Regions from separate parts of the Mus musculus genome. Here region 2 is linked to region 1. The links are chromatin contacts, called in public HiChIP or PLAC-seq maps. All regions are on one chromosome and are shown on one strand. The core of a region is the stretch at or near the end of the contact, and the rest is flanking DNA. Distances in the headings are between cores, read along the strand shown.

The links. HiChIP or PLAC-seq counts read pairs in DNA pulled down with a chosen protein or histone mark.
Region 2: an H3K27ac HiChIP or PLAC-seq map of embryonic stem cells shows a contact between it and region 1, with 7 read pairs. The contact joins the promoter of Xkr5 here to the enhancer-like site in region 1. A contact is called at or near these places in 8 of 39 promoter capture datasets (the 3T3-L1 cell line, 3T3-L1-derived adipocytes, the C10 cell line and 5 more), 6 of 484 Hi-C or Micro-C datasets (the Ba/F3 cell line, CD4 T cells, the HPC-7 cell line and 3 more), 7 of 115 datasets of contacts at active chromatin or transcription factors (the SCID.adh cell line, effector CD8 T cells, embryonic stem cells and 2 more) and 1 of 9 other capture datasets (adipose tissue).

Annotation. Positions count from the first base shown.
Region 1 is chr8:18,903,162-18,910,634 of GRCm38.p6, reverse strand. No RefSeq gene overlaps it. Among named protein-coding and RNA genes, the nearest start is that of Gm35934, 4.6 kb to the right of the region's middle. Within about 2 kb of position 3,319, at least 7 of the 459 cell types and tissues checked have an H3K27ac peak or open chromatin away from gene starts, as enhancers often do. A contact at or near this core is called in embryonic stem cells, where this site is marked.
Region 2 is chr8:18,946,422-18,952,778 of GRCm38.p6, reverse strand. It overlaps Xkr5 (X-linked Kx blood group related 5), which reads left to right and starts at 1,804. Exons shown (of 7, transcript NM_001113350.2): 1 at 1,804-1,903; 2 at 4,037-4,220. The coding sequence starts at 1,846. It overlaps Gm40464 (a long non-coding RNA gene), which reads right to left and starts at 2,512. Exons shown (of 3, transcript XR_870173.3): 1 at 2,349-2,512.

The sequences.
Region 1 (7,473 bases), core at 2,070-4,569:
AGTTTCGTGCCTGGAATGGTATACAAGGAAAAACCTTACAGGGTCAAGATGTGGGTGGCTGTGGGCTCCAGCCAAGTAGAGAGTTCATTGGTCCCCATGGGGGAAGGAAAGGGGAGACAGAAACAATTAAAACTTTAGTAGTTATGGGTTTGGGGGAAAGGAGGTTAAGTTACTAGATATAAGTGCCTTAGACTCAAATCATGGCTCTCAATGGCATAATCAACCTCGTTGTTATCGATCGATCCACTCATTGAGAAGATAGCTCAGTTAGCAAGTGTTGATAATTTTTAGGAATCTGCCTCTCTATGGGTGAAATAATATGTGCATGCACACAGGCTACCTTGTCTAGTGATATGCTAACCCCAGGTCACATGCTGCCTGTACAAAGACTAGTGCACTTATTTATCTGTTATCTATTTGTCTCATAGGTCCCACAGGGGAAGAAGTCTTGGCCATCTTTTTATCTCCATGCCATATCCTAGAACCTTACCTAGACACATATCTCATTGGACATAATGATACACCTCCTGTTGTGGCAGGTAAAGGCAGGAAGATCATGTATTTGAGGTCATCTTGGATTATATAATGAAATGAAATGACCCTCAATCAAAAGACAAAGTGTTGTCTTGAGGGAATCCACAACTGGTCTTACTACCTTCCGTTTACATACAACACACTGTTCTTTAGACTCCTTTGCCATTCATCCCTCATCTTAAGCTGAATGTTGCTATGGTTACGTAAGTCCCCACCACCACCACCACAGGCTATTTCCCCCAGAATTCAAGCATTGTCTCCATTCCTACCACCAAGCCTTGGACACTCAGTCCTCCAGATGTTTGTCTACCCTTCGGTTCCCACAGCTATGATCCTCTCTGTAGGTACCTAGACCTTCTCTTGCTGGCATTCATCATGTCTCACTGGTCTTTTGAAACTCATTTGGAAATCTGCCTACCCAAGCTGAAACACCTCGTAGCCCCACATACAACTTAACTGTCACCACAAATATGCCTAACTCCTCAACAGGAAAGCACACATCAAAATGCTACCAGGGCCCACGGTTGACAGAGAATACATAGGAAGCTCTAAGCTTTAGCCAAGGGCCGCAGCTACTCTCTCAGTTTGTACCCTCAAGACAGAGCTGGTGCTATTGTCTATCAGGAGACAGAGAACAGGGGTGCTGGGAGTCAGATCAGCTGTGGCTACCCACTCTACACAAGGTCGCTCACTCAGCAGACATCCCAAGCTTGCTGTATCTCAGGTTCTTGGATAAGGCACGGAGATACAAAGACGGCCAAGACAGTGTCTTCCTCAGTGGGACTGTGCCTAGATAAATAGATAACAGATAAATGTTTCTGTACACTAGTCTTTGTTCAGACAACACATGACCTGGGGTTAACAGATCATTTAACAAGGTAGCCCGTGTGCATCCACACATTATTTCACCCATAGAGAGGCAGACCTCTAAGAACACCACCTCTCACGTATCAAGTGCATTCCTTGTGAGATGCCTTCCAGAGTAGGGTAAGAATATGACATTAGATTGGACCACTGGGATCACCAAGGGGGAAATCTGGTCTGGAGATTCAAAGCCAGAGTTCACTGTGCCTGAGGTCTTTGAGGAGCAAGGGATGGGCCAAGTCCCCATTGAGTTTGGGGATAAGAGGAAATGCCACACATGAAACAGAGGGATGGCTAAGTGTTAGGACACCAGGCTTGAGTGTGTACCAGAAGCAAGTGTACCAAGACCATGAAGTACCAGGGAACAACTGTACCAACTGTGGCAGGTGAGCCAAATCCTACGTGGACTGGGGAAGTTATCCAGTCTAACCACACAATGCCACTGCATTGTGACCTTTGCAAGGTTGTTTCACAGAAATGTCTGGAGCTGATCAATTCTGAACGCCCACAAGAATGGGAGGAGGGTGGAGGTACTGAAGACAGGGGCTCCCTCAGATGAATTCTGGGTAAAGTAGAAGCAGACCCATAGTAGTTTGAAGTAAAAAATAAATAAAAGCTTGGGCTTTGGACTTTGTTCTGGGTTTAATGCTGTTATTGTCGGTGGTGGTTGTGGTTGTGATTGTGGTTGTGGTGGTGGTGATGGTGGGTGAATGGGAGGTAGGTTAGTTTATTGCTAGAAATCTTTTTCTGTAGCTCAGGCTGACCTTGAACTCACAAGAGTCCTCCTGACCCAGCCTTTGAAGTGCCAGGATTGTAGATGTGAGCCACTACTCCCAGTAGGTGTTTTTAATATCCAGGTAGGATGGAGCCCAAAGAAATGGGAATCTGGTAATGCAAAGGAAAGCCTGGCAGTTGAAAAGTGAAGGCACACAGGTGATGCGGGGTGGGGCTAAGCAAGGAGCCTCGGCTGATGCTCCACAGGAGCAGAGATGGGGATGCAGGCACAGAGGGGAGTGTAGGTGATGGACATATAAATATTCCCTTTGGATTGCTACAGGGAGAAGGTCGATTTATGTGGTACTAGACTCGGCTAGGGATACCCCCACCCCATAGCTGGTGGTACAAGCATTATTTCTGTGCTCCATATCTCTGAGTGTGTGTACAAGTGTTTGTGTTTTGTATATGTCAAGGAGTATGCTTAGGAATGTTTATGTGTTAATGTGTGTGAATGTATACAGAGGTGGGGGGAGTCTGAGTGTGTGAATGTATGCTTGTGTTGATGTGTGAAGTGTGTCACTGTAGGTGTATTTGAGGGTAATGACTGGTTGTGTGTATCAATCTTTGAGTGAGAGGATTGGGGGTTATTTGAACATGTATGCTCATGCAGGGATATATCTCTGTGTCTGAATGTTCGGGTGTGTTCTATCTGACAGTATTAATTGCATTTGTGTGGGTGTGTCTATATGTGTGTCTGTGTGTGTCTATGTGTGTGTTTCTGAGTATTTGCTTGAGTGTGTAGATTTATGTCTGTGTATGTTTGAATATGACTGTGTGCTTATGTGTCTGAGTGTAGGAATAGGTCTGTTTGAGTATATGTAACTGTGTCAGAGCTGGTCCAGAGGACATTCAGGGTTAGTGGAGTAGAGGGGCTGGGTGTCGAGAGGTAGGAGAGTACCTCATGGAATTCCATACCTCCCACGCGCTGTCCGGGAGGGACACTTAGAGCACAAACATGGGAAAGGCATAAACGGCAGGAAGGGCAATTGTGCCTGGCACAGGAGTGTCATGCAGAAGTAGTGGGGTGATTAAGGAAAGGGAAGTGCAAGCTGCATTGTCCAGTAAGTTTCCTGACCACCTCAGCCCACCGTGGGCGTCTGCGGCACCCTCATCCCAGGCCAAGCAAGAGGGATGGAGGACCTAGAGGCCACGCCCAGCCTAGCCTAGCCTCATCCCCAGACCTGACTGAGAAGTACTGCTCTGTGCTGTGTGGAGGCTCTGCTGGCTGCTTGGAGAAGCAAAAGCTTCCACAAGAGGCAAATGAAGCCAAGATACCACCATCCTGCCACAACCTGCCTTGGCCAGCTGGTTCTTTCCCTTGAAGGGAAAACAAAAACAAAAAAATAGGCTAACTCCTGAGAAGGGCCCCAGGAATCCAGTGTCTCATGTCTGAACAGCTGTACCTCCCTCCACAGTGGTTTTAAAGTACAATGCTGAATCCATCCTGTCCCATTTGATTGCTACATAAAAGGCAATGATATGATCCAGGGAATGGCTAAGCCAGGATAATTGTCTGTGCCTTCGTGCTCCCTGCCTCTACCCTCACCACACCACACAAGAGACTTCAGGCTTTGACTGTGTTTAGCATTCCCTTGACAGGCCTCTTTCTAATTGCATGAGATAAAATAAGTTTTAGGGATGAAGGCATTGCATCTATATATTTATTTATTTGTTTTTCAAGACAGGCTCTCGTCATCTATCTTAGATCTTTCTTTAAGGACTATGCTAGCATCAAACTCAAGGGATCTGCCTCTGCCTCCTGAGTGCTGGGATTAAAGGTGTGGTCCACCACACCCGGCTTAAGGCATTGCATATAAATGGCAACTTTAGACTAAGAACTTCCTGTACATGAGTTCAGTTAGCTGGAGCCTTGGAAACACACCACAGCTTTTTCATGGCACTTCCCAGGCCATTGGCTGTGTCAAGATGAAGCTGAATATCTCCCTCCCAGCTACCAGCTGTCAGAAACTCATCAAAGGAGATGATGACCTTAAGGTTCATTGAAGCAAATGGACACAGAAGTAGCTGCTGGTGCTCTGGATAAGGTGTGGGAGGGCTGTGTGGTTCAACCAGTGGTGAGAATGACCATTAAGCAACATGTCTTGAGCCTGGCAGAGTGAACCTGCTGTTGAGTAAGGGACACTCTTGTATAGACCAAGGATAACTGGGGAGAGGAAGCACGGGTCTGTCAAAGATGCATTCTGCATGCCAGCCTGAGAGTTCTCAACTCGATTATTGCAGAAAGGGAAAAGAGAAAGGAAGGAGGGAAGGAAGAGAGGAAGGAAGGAAGAAAAAAGGAAGATAGAGAATAAAATAGTATGATGGTTTATATATGCTCAGTCCAGGGAGTGACACTGTTAGAAGGTATGGCCCTGTTGGAGTAGGTGTGGCCTTGTTGGAGTAGGTGTGTCACTATGGGTGCAAGCTTTAAGACCCTCATCCTAGCTGCCTGGAAGCCAGTTTTCACTTCAAATGAAGACATAGAACTCTCAGCTCCTCCAGCCCCATGCTTGCCTGGATACTGCCATGCTCCCACCTTGATGATAATGGACTGAAACTCTGAACCTGTAAATCAGCCCCAGTTGAATGTTGTCTTTATAAGAGTTGCCTTGGTCACGGTGTCTGTTCACAGCAGTAAAACCCTAACTAAGACAGAAAGAATAGAATAGAATAGAATAGAATAGAATAGAATAGAATAGAATAGAATAGAATAGAATAGAATAAAGGAGAGGAGAATAGTCCTGCCTGACAAGTACTGCTATGCCTCATTGGTTGGGGCCAAAAGAGCTAGCAGTATCTATAGGTTTTTCAAGCTCTCTAATACATCATTAGAAAGCCCCCAAACAAAGAGGGTAGGAAGCTCAAGACTAAATGTCCCAAGATTCAGCATTTTGTTACTTCATGTCCTGCAACACAAAAGCTGACCAAATGCTCTGAGGAAAGAATGAGTAAGAAAAATGAGGAGGTTGCAGAGTGTGCTAAACTTTGGGTCAAGAGAATGAAGGAAGCCAAAGGAAAAATGCCAGGAACAGATCACCAAGAGACATAGGTTGCCCTTGCTGAGAGCTTCTACTTCATGTCTGAGTCAGGTCAAAACAAGGCTTTAAGAATAACAAATAAGTCATCAGACATTGAAAATAAACAACAGTCAACAGATAGTGTATATGCAAATGAAGGATCAACAGGGAGGTTTGGCTTAAGCTAGAAGGGTCTGTCTATAAATGAAATATCATTGACCTTAATAAGAACAGGGAGGATACTGCCTGCTATCCCAACACCCATAGGACCAAGAAGGCTGAGGCAAGAGGGGTCTAAAGAGGGAGGAGTATGGTAGAACATGTGGTGTGCCCTAGTGAGATCATGCTGGTCATATAGGGGCAAACGCTCTTCTGAAGGAAAGTCTATAACTGATCATGAAGTGTTTTGTTCTCTGCCATAGTCTATAGGCAAAGTGCATATTCAAGATAGTGAGTCCTGATTGTCCCCTTGACAGGCTTAAGGAGCTCATGAGATTCATGAAGAAAGCACACCTTTTCATGTGTCTAGAGAAGCTAATACAGACTCACATAGAGTTTTACTAAGGCAAAATTACATAAAGTTTAGCTAAGACAGACTCATGTGGTGTTTTACTGAGGCAAGACCCATGGAAGGACATATAATGTTTGGAGGGAGCATAAGACTCAACAGAGACAACTGACTTACATATCTAGATTTACAATGCTTTGTTGGTCCTATGTCTTCACTGACCTGCACTTCATTGAAAGAGACTCACAACAGAGAGCTTCTCCTAGCATCCCTGCTGGTCCTGATAGCTCCTACCAACACATGCCAATTCGGCAGATGCCAGGCTGTTTTTGCTGGGTCATGCCACCACTGCCAATTCATGTTTACTACCCTGACACCACTAAACTAGACTACTGATATCCTGACAATTAGAGATTAAAATCCCCCCAAACTATTTCTAAACAACAACTAAGCCTTACGACTTTTTCTAGATTGAGCTGCCGCTGCTATTTCACGTAAACTAAAATGCTAATATCCAGACAACACAGATTAGATTGCCCACCACCCAAAAATTATTTATAAATAGGTCCACTTTCCCCATATCCTAATAACCTTTCTTTTCCACTACCTATAATAGATGACAGACTAAAAGAGGGGTTAAAACATTATAATAAAAAAAAAACCCTTATTAAGTTTTTAAAAATCTAAACTTACACCTGCCTTTGGGGTATTCTCCCCCTCCCCCCATATATCCAGACAGACAGACAGACAGACAGACAGACAGACAGACAGATAGATAGATAACTGTCTTTTAGAGACAGGTATTCTCTGTGTACCCTTGGCTGTTCTGGTACTCACTCTATAAACAAGGCTGGCCTCAAACTCAAAGAGATATACATTCCTGCCTCTGCCACCCAAGTGATGGGATTAAAGGCATGTGCCACCCGCAGCTGGTCCCTTTGGTATTTATTCTTGATAACTAACATTTTCCCCTGAGATATTGGCACTTAGTCTCAATACTTAATTGATGGACATAAAGAGACATTAAAATTCAAATGTTGATCAGATTCCCCTTCTTTTCTTTTCTCTAGATGAAGCCAACAGTCCACTATCGGAATCTTAAATCATCACCGTCCTTACTGCTTAAAGACATCCTGGGTGTTTTACAAGTGAACAGCTCCTATTCAGAAAGGAAATGTTACTTCCCCAGTCTATCCAGAAAACTGTGTGTATAAACACTACTACTTTAAAAATTTAGGTCTGCAACAACAGCTTTCCTGTAAATCCAATTAAAGGCCTTTGGCAGGCAGTAGGTTTTCACTATGGTCCAACAAATTTGCTACAAGTAATAGTTCATCAGACCTAAGATGAACTTCACCTCACTCAATTTTGTTCTTGAAAGCGTTTTAAGCACTTTACTGAAGTAAGCCTTCTTTCCAAAAATCTGTGTTCATTCCCAAGGGCTGCCTAAACACCCTATCACAAAGTTTCAGACAATGTGTTTAGTGTCTCACAGTTCTAGATAGTTCAAGTCCCAAGTCAAAGTGTTGGCAGGGAACGTGTTCCCACATTCTCCTGGGGAAACTAATTAAGAATCTTTTCTTGGTCCCTGTTACCTTCTGGACACTGCCTACAAGCTTGGCTTGTGGATGCTTGGCTCCCAGCCACAGTACCCACATGGCATCCCGCCCTGTGCCTTTTTCTGATCCTTGCCCCTGGTACTGTGTTTGTTATGTGGATAAGCTGCAGTTGAGAGCTAAATTTAACTTTATTTTATGTGTGTGTTGCCTGGGT
Region 2 (6,357 bases), core at 555-3,054, 44 kb before region 1:
TCACAGGCAGCTCCTAGCTCATTCTAGGACCCGTTTTAGTCCTGAGCACAGACACATCCTGTGCGTAAGAAGTTCTACCTACCCTAGGGAAGTCTTCTCTGGGAAGCTGGATTATTCTCCAGAGAGGCCACCAACAATCTAATCGGGCCATATCAGCCAGGGCCTGGGACTTACCAAGAGTGGGAATCTTGAGACTATAAAGGATCTCTCAACGCATCTACCTTACCCAGGCGAGATTTCCCCAGTCAGCTTGAAGGATAGAGAATACCAGCATTTCTGGTCTAATGCCATGTGGAGCCTGCAGGAGAAATCTAAACCCATGTCAGGGTGATCTCTCTGATGTTGCCGCTGCTTTTGAGACATCCCTGCTCCTTGTAAGTAATGAGTCCCCCACTCCAGTTAGTCACCACAGTAAATACTCATTGGTTCACCAAGCTGGACAAGGGTGCAGCCATTGCTTTTATCTGTCATGTTTTGTCTCTCCAGGAAGTCTGTCTCACAAGAGCCTCCCCTGAGTCAGGTCTAGAGACAGTGTCATTAGTCTAATGAAGGCACCTCACCTCCTGCCATAGCAGACTGGTAAAAGATAACACATTAGCCAAGGAGGAAACGTAACTGGATAAGTGCTGTGAAGAAAAGAAAGGTAGAGAGAAGGGAGGCTGGTGGCACAGGAGGTGTGATTATGAACCAACCACCTTTGCCACACAGCCAATCAAATAGAATAGAATCAGATAGAATATCCCAGCTGGAATCCCCAGTTGTGTCTTCCAGCTGACCCTTCTGCGATCTCCATTTATAGGATTCTGAACCTGGGGGGCCATGTCCCTCCACACTGGACACAGCACACAAGACAGACCAGAGAGGCAGCCAACGTCCTGATCCCCCACCTTGCCTGCCTTGGACTGTTTTTAACAAATGAAATATAGAATATGTTTTTATTTCTCAAACCGTACACCTAGGAATTTGGATGGGGAGTGTGGTGGGATGTTTTAAGGCTAAAAATGTTGAGAAATGTATTGAAATGTTCCCCACCCATCACTAATCATGAACAGCATTTATTTCCAGTCCTAATTTGTGTATTCTTATTCCTTCGCAAGAATTCTATGGGGCAGAATCGCTGTAGGCCTGACCTCTACTTAGTAATTTCCTGCCACGCCTGCTCAAGGGTTATAAAACATTTTTCCGCTGGGCATGGACGATTCAGAACAATCTTTGTCCCCACGTCCACAGTCCTGTGTAACCTCTACATCGAAACAAATGTCAGGGTGATGCTTTCCCATCTCCCAGAAAGACTTTCCGTGGGAAGGTTTACTTCTGGCTTTGGGGGATCTGGATTAACCCCTCAAGGATACCTGGGAGAAAGGTCTGAAAGCAAAGCGGCTATTAAAGGCTCAGATGCCATTTTAGGCGTGTTTCCTTTCCCTTTTCTGGACACACAACTGAAATTTTTCAAAAGTCCCAATCAGCTTTTCAAATTCCTCCTCCCATGATACACATACACACATACACCACTCTGACTAGTAGTTAAGTGGACTCTGTTTTGAGCAAACCCGCTGACTATGACCACCCAGTGACTAACCCATTTCGCTTCAGAACAAACCCATTGTGTCTTACAGCCGTTAGGAGGCTGGGACAGCATGCAAATCTGACACAGACCGCGAGACTGCCCCCTAAGAACCTGTCGGTTCCTCCTGCCCCCTGTCCCCGCCTTCACCCCAACCCTACTAGCAACTTGGTAACTGACTGGGAAGAAAAGCCTCCTGTCTTGGGGCCCCAAGCCGGAAGCCTCCCCAACCCGGTCCCGGGCAGGGGAAGGGGCGGGCACAGGCAGCAGCAGCTCAGAAGATGCACGCGGGGCTCCTGGGGCTCTCTGCCCTGCTGCAGGCGGCCGAGCAAAGCGCGCGTGAGTGAGGCGCAGCCCGCGAGTGCTCACCCCTCCAATACCCTACTCCAACCCAGTGTGCGGGGCACATCTACCACCGCTGTGCCTCCTCCTCCTCCGGCAGGCAGGCAAGCGGCGAACACTGCGCCGGTGCACGCACGATGATCTCCCGTCCTAGCCTGCAGAGCACTCCCTGTGTGATCCCCTCACCATGCATGATTTCCTCCATCCAGTTAGACATCCCTCCATGCATGGATCCTCCCCATACTCCAAACCCGGAGCCCTGAGTCCCTTCTCTCTCCTCTCGCTGGTGCTCTGCAAAGAGCTGCGTGAGGAGGCTACTTTGGAGCGCCAGCACTTGGTGAGGCGCCCTGGCTCCCTGGACACCCGGGCTCCGGGCTGGGGTGGCATGCGATCCAAGAGCTGGGAGAGGTGGAGGGGTGGGATCCCAAAGGACACTGGTTACCCTTTCGAGATTGTGACACAGCAGAACGCTGGTTTACTGAAGACAAGGGTCCTGTGGGTAGCGGAGATGAAGCAAGATGGCCATAGTTTTCGCGCCTTTCGCGTTTGAATTTGTAACCCTTTCAGTGCTGGCATAGAGTGCCTCCGCCCACTTCTGCCACTCTCCTACAAGGCCCGGTCCCTGGGGAAACTCCACCATCCGGATCCAACAAGGTTCCGCGTCCCTTCTTGGACATGGTATCTCTGAAATTTACCTCTGATTTACAGAATAATCCCTGCAGATTCCCGTCCCCAACACCCACTCAGAATCCCAAAGGGCGCTAGTTTAGGCCCTAAGAGACTAGGAAGTACACTGTTGCCCATAGTGGCCTAGTCCCCTAGCTTTCCAACAGGAAAAGAATGGATGTTTAGCAGGAAGCTTGTCAGTGCACTGAACATAACCTGGGACTGAGAAAGGAATAGTGGCTATTCTCTTCCCATAGCTGATGGGTTCCCGGCTCTGCCTCCAAGCAGTGAGGTTTGTGCCTACTGATCTACATTCCTTGGTAATCCTAGAAAACTCAGGACAACGGTAGTGTGAAAGGGTCCCTGAGTACCCTCCACAATCCCCCTCAGTAATCAGTAATACCAACACAGCTTCTCGCTGACATCCGAGGTTATATAGGTGGAGCCTGGTCTGATGGCATAGGCGTATAATCCAAGCCAATGAAGAGGTTGGGGGTGGATGAACGTGGTGAGTTCTAAACCTAACTAGGCTGCAGAAAGAGTTTAAAGCTAGCCTGTGCAACTTAGCAGAACATTGTCTCTAAATAAACAGAAAAGTGGACTCGGGGATAGCAGAGGCCTTACCTAGCACAGGAACTGCCCTGAGTTCAGTCCTTAGAAACACAAAACAAAAGAAAATCCAAAGCCAGCCTCACACAGAACCAGCTATGACTGAAGTCCAGCACATGCAGCCCTGGTTGGCTGTAACCGTGTGGTGACTCCAGGTCACTCCTGGTTGTTGGGTCCCCCAGGTACTTAGCACATATGCGGTGTAACCCCACAGACATACCACTACCACTATGCCTGTCTTATCGCTAGCAGGCCCTGTGGGCTCCTTGCTAATGGTAAGGATGCTGTGCTGGTTATGTTGAGACCTGGGTTCCTTTGAGGTTTGGTTTGGTTTGGTTATGTTTTGTTTTGTTTTGTTTTGTTTTGTTTTGTTTTGTTTTAGTTAAATGATCTGTTGGATAGAACAGACTTAAGAAAGATCACAGTTCCTAGGGATAAGAGGCAGGGCATACTGAGTGGGGCCATATGGAAAGACTCAGTTGATCAGGAGCCAGAACCTCTGCTGGAACTTCATCAAACAAGACAGGCTGACCATGGCGAATAGATTTGGAGGACTTGTTTTCTATGGGTACTTTTTTGTGAGCTTTGGGCTACAGATAGGTCCCTAGTCACTTGGCCCCTGACCTTGGACAGACTAAGGCAGAGAAATAGCATTTCCTAGGGTACATGGGTCTAAATCAGAAGCTCTGAGTTGGATAGAGTGCATACCACAGGCACATTCTTGGAAGAACACTGTGTTGTCTGTGGCAGAAAGGCTTCAGGCTGTCAGAGCACCGTAACATACAGAAGACACGTGTATATGAAACATTGCCTAACTCTGTCATTTCAACACCCCTCATCTTGTCTTTACCCCAGGCCTCTGCTCCATAGTTTTCTACTTTGCCACGGGTCGTCTCCTCTGGGGGTGGCTGGCCCTTTCTGTCCTCCTGCCCGGCTTCTTGGTCCAGGCCCTGAGCTTTCTGTGGTTCCGAGCAGATGGGCATCAGGGTCAGTGGTGGCTGGCGGTACTGCATCTTCTGCAACTTGGCGTCTGGAAGCGGTAAGAGCGCCCACCTCCCTTCCCTCTGATACAGTGGAAAAATTCCCCTATCCGTACACACTCTGACCTTAAAGCCAGGGATCTTCAGGGCCACAGCCGTGTCTGGCATTGGCATCCTAACACATACCCAGCGTCTGGGGCTCCTCCTCACTGCACCAATGACCTTTCGATGCTTTTTCTTGTCTTTAGCCAGATTCTACATCACTGCTGTTTCCACCCCTTAATGAACCTCTGGATCCACATAAATCAGCTTGCTTAAAGTGTTCCATCTGATAACTGCTACCTTGGTCCATGAAGGGGGCACAGACTTAATTGACCACAAGCTAGACAGTAAAGCCCACGTGATGACATTTGTTTTATGCATCTGTGGCAGGAAGAAGTGACCTGGGAGCCAGAGCCAGTGGTGGTTTTTTTGGTTTGGTTTGTTCTTCTTTTCTTTGTATAAAAGGTTGCCAGGTATGGACCTGGTGTAGGTGGCTTCCCTGTGCCCACAGTGTCTCCAGAGGTGACAGGGTATTGCCACCTGGAGACAGGAAGCTGTGCATTTGCAGACACAGCACACTTCCACTCCCAGCTGCCCCATAACCCTGGAGAGTTGAGAGGACTTTTCTAAAGCGGGGAAGAAATAAGGACCCAGACAGGTGAAGCCTGCGACTCAAGTGCTTACTAAATCACAGATGCTCAAGGTTTGAAGGGCATCCAAGGAACCATTGCCAAGTGCTGCTGTCTGTCCTGGTCACTTGCGTCTTCTTTCTCTACCCAGGTTGGACTTGGGTCAGAGTAGAAAGTGCTTCCAGGGAAACATGAAGTGACTGCCTCTTCTTCATGTTCCCTTCCAGCAGACCCTTGTCACATAGATGCATCAAAAACACGTGTGTTACACCAGTTCATCCTAAGCTGGGCCTTCCTGGCTGAGGTCTGTGCTCTTGTAAAACAACAGGGCTGGCACTGGCAGGGGGAGGAGTCGTCTCATAGAATTTGGGACTGCAGCCTTCTTGGAGCAGAACCTACTCTCTAAGCCCTCCTTTGCCTGGCCTTGTATAAGGGCAGAGGGCTCACTGATTGATAGATAGTTAGCTGCTGTATGTGGTGAGACCTCAAAGGCAATGGCGTATCAAACTAGTGAAATAGCTTCAACGTAAACAAGCATTTGATAGCTCAAAAGCAGAATTCAAAGTAGCCTTTAGAAAGAAGCATCCTTAACTATTCGCAGGTAAATCTGTCTTCTCGGGCTCTGTAGAGACCCTGGGGACCTTATAAGCCTTCAGGGAAGTGGTGTCAAAGACTGGTCCAGATTATGATATTTGACAGTGAACCCCCTGTCCTCTCAATATCACTACTAAGTGATGGCATGGTTTCTGGTACCTATTTAGAAATTAATCTGGATAAATTAAAGACAAGTGCAATTCAAAAACTGGGAGGAAGAAAAAGCCATGAATAGCTAATTGAGAAAAAAAACATTCAGGTGATTAAAAACTAATGTATACAGCCTTTATTCCTATCCCTTAAGATAAAAAGTCAGGCAGATCCCTGTGAGGTAGAGGCCAACCTGTGCTACATAGTTATCTCCAAGCCACTCAGGACTACATAATGAGACATATATGTCTCAAAATTATTATTATTATTATTATTATTATTATTATTGATATATTTATCAATTTATTATTTAATGTAAATATATTTATTATTTATAATAATTTATTTTATGTTTTATTTATTATATTATATATTTTATAATAATACAATAAATCAATGTAATAAATACATTAATTTATTAATATATAATTGTTGATGATAATAATGTGGGAGCTGGAGCCATGGCTCAGGGATAGAGAGCACAAACTACTGTTAAGCTCCCAGAACCCACATAAGATAGCTCACGACTGCCTCTAACTACAGGTTCAGAGGATCCGGTGCCCTCCTTTGTCTTTCATAGGTGCACATATGTGTGCGTGCACACACATACATACACACAGAGGCAAGCACACACATAAATAAAAATAAATCTGCACTTTTAAATTAATGTATAATTTTTAAAAGAGAGGATTGAGGGAAAGTAAGTCTAGATTTCCAGGAAGAGATAACGTTGCACATCCGAAGAGAAACCCAGATTGCGCAGGTCTTAGAACTTAGATCA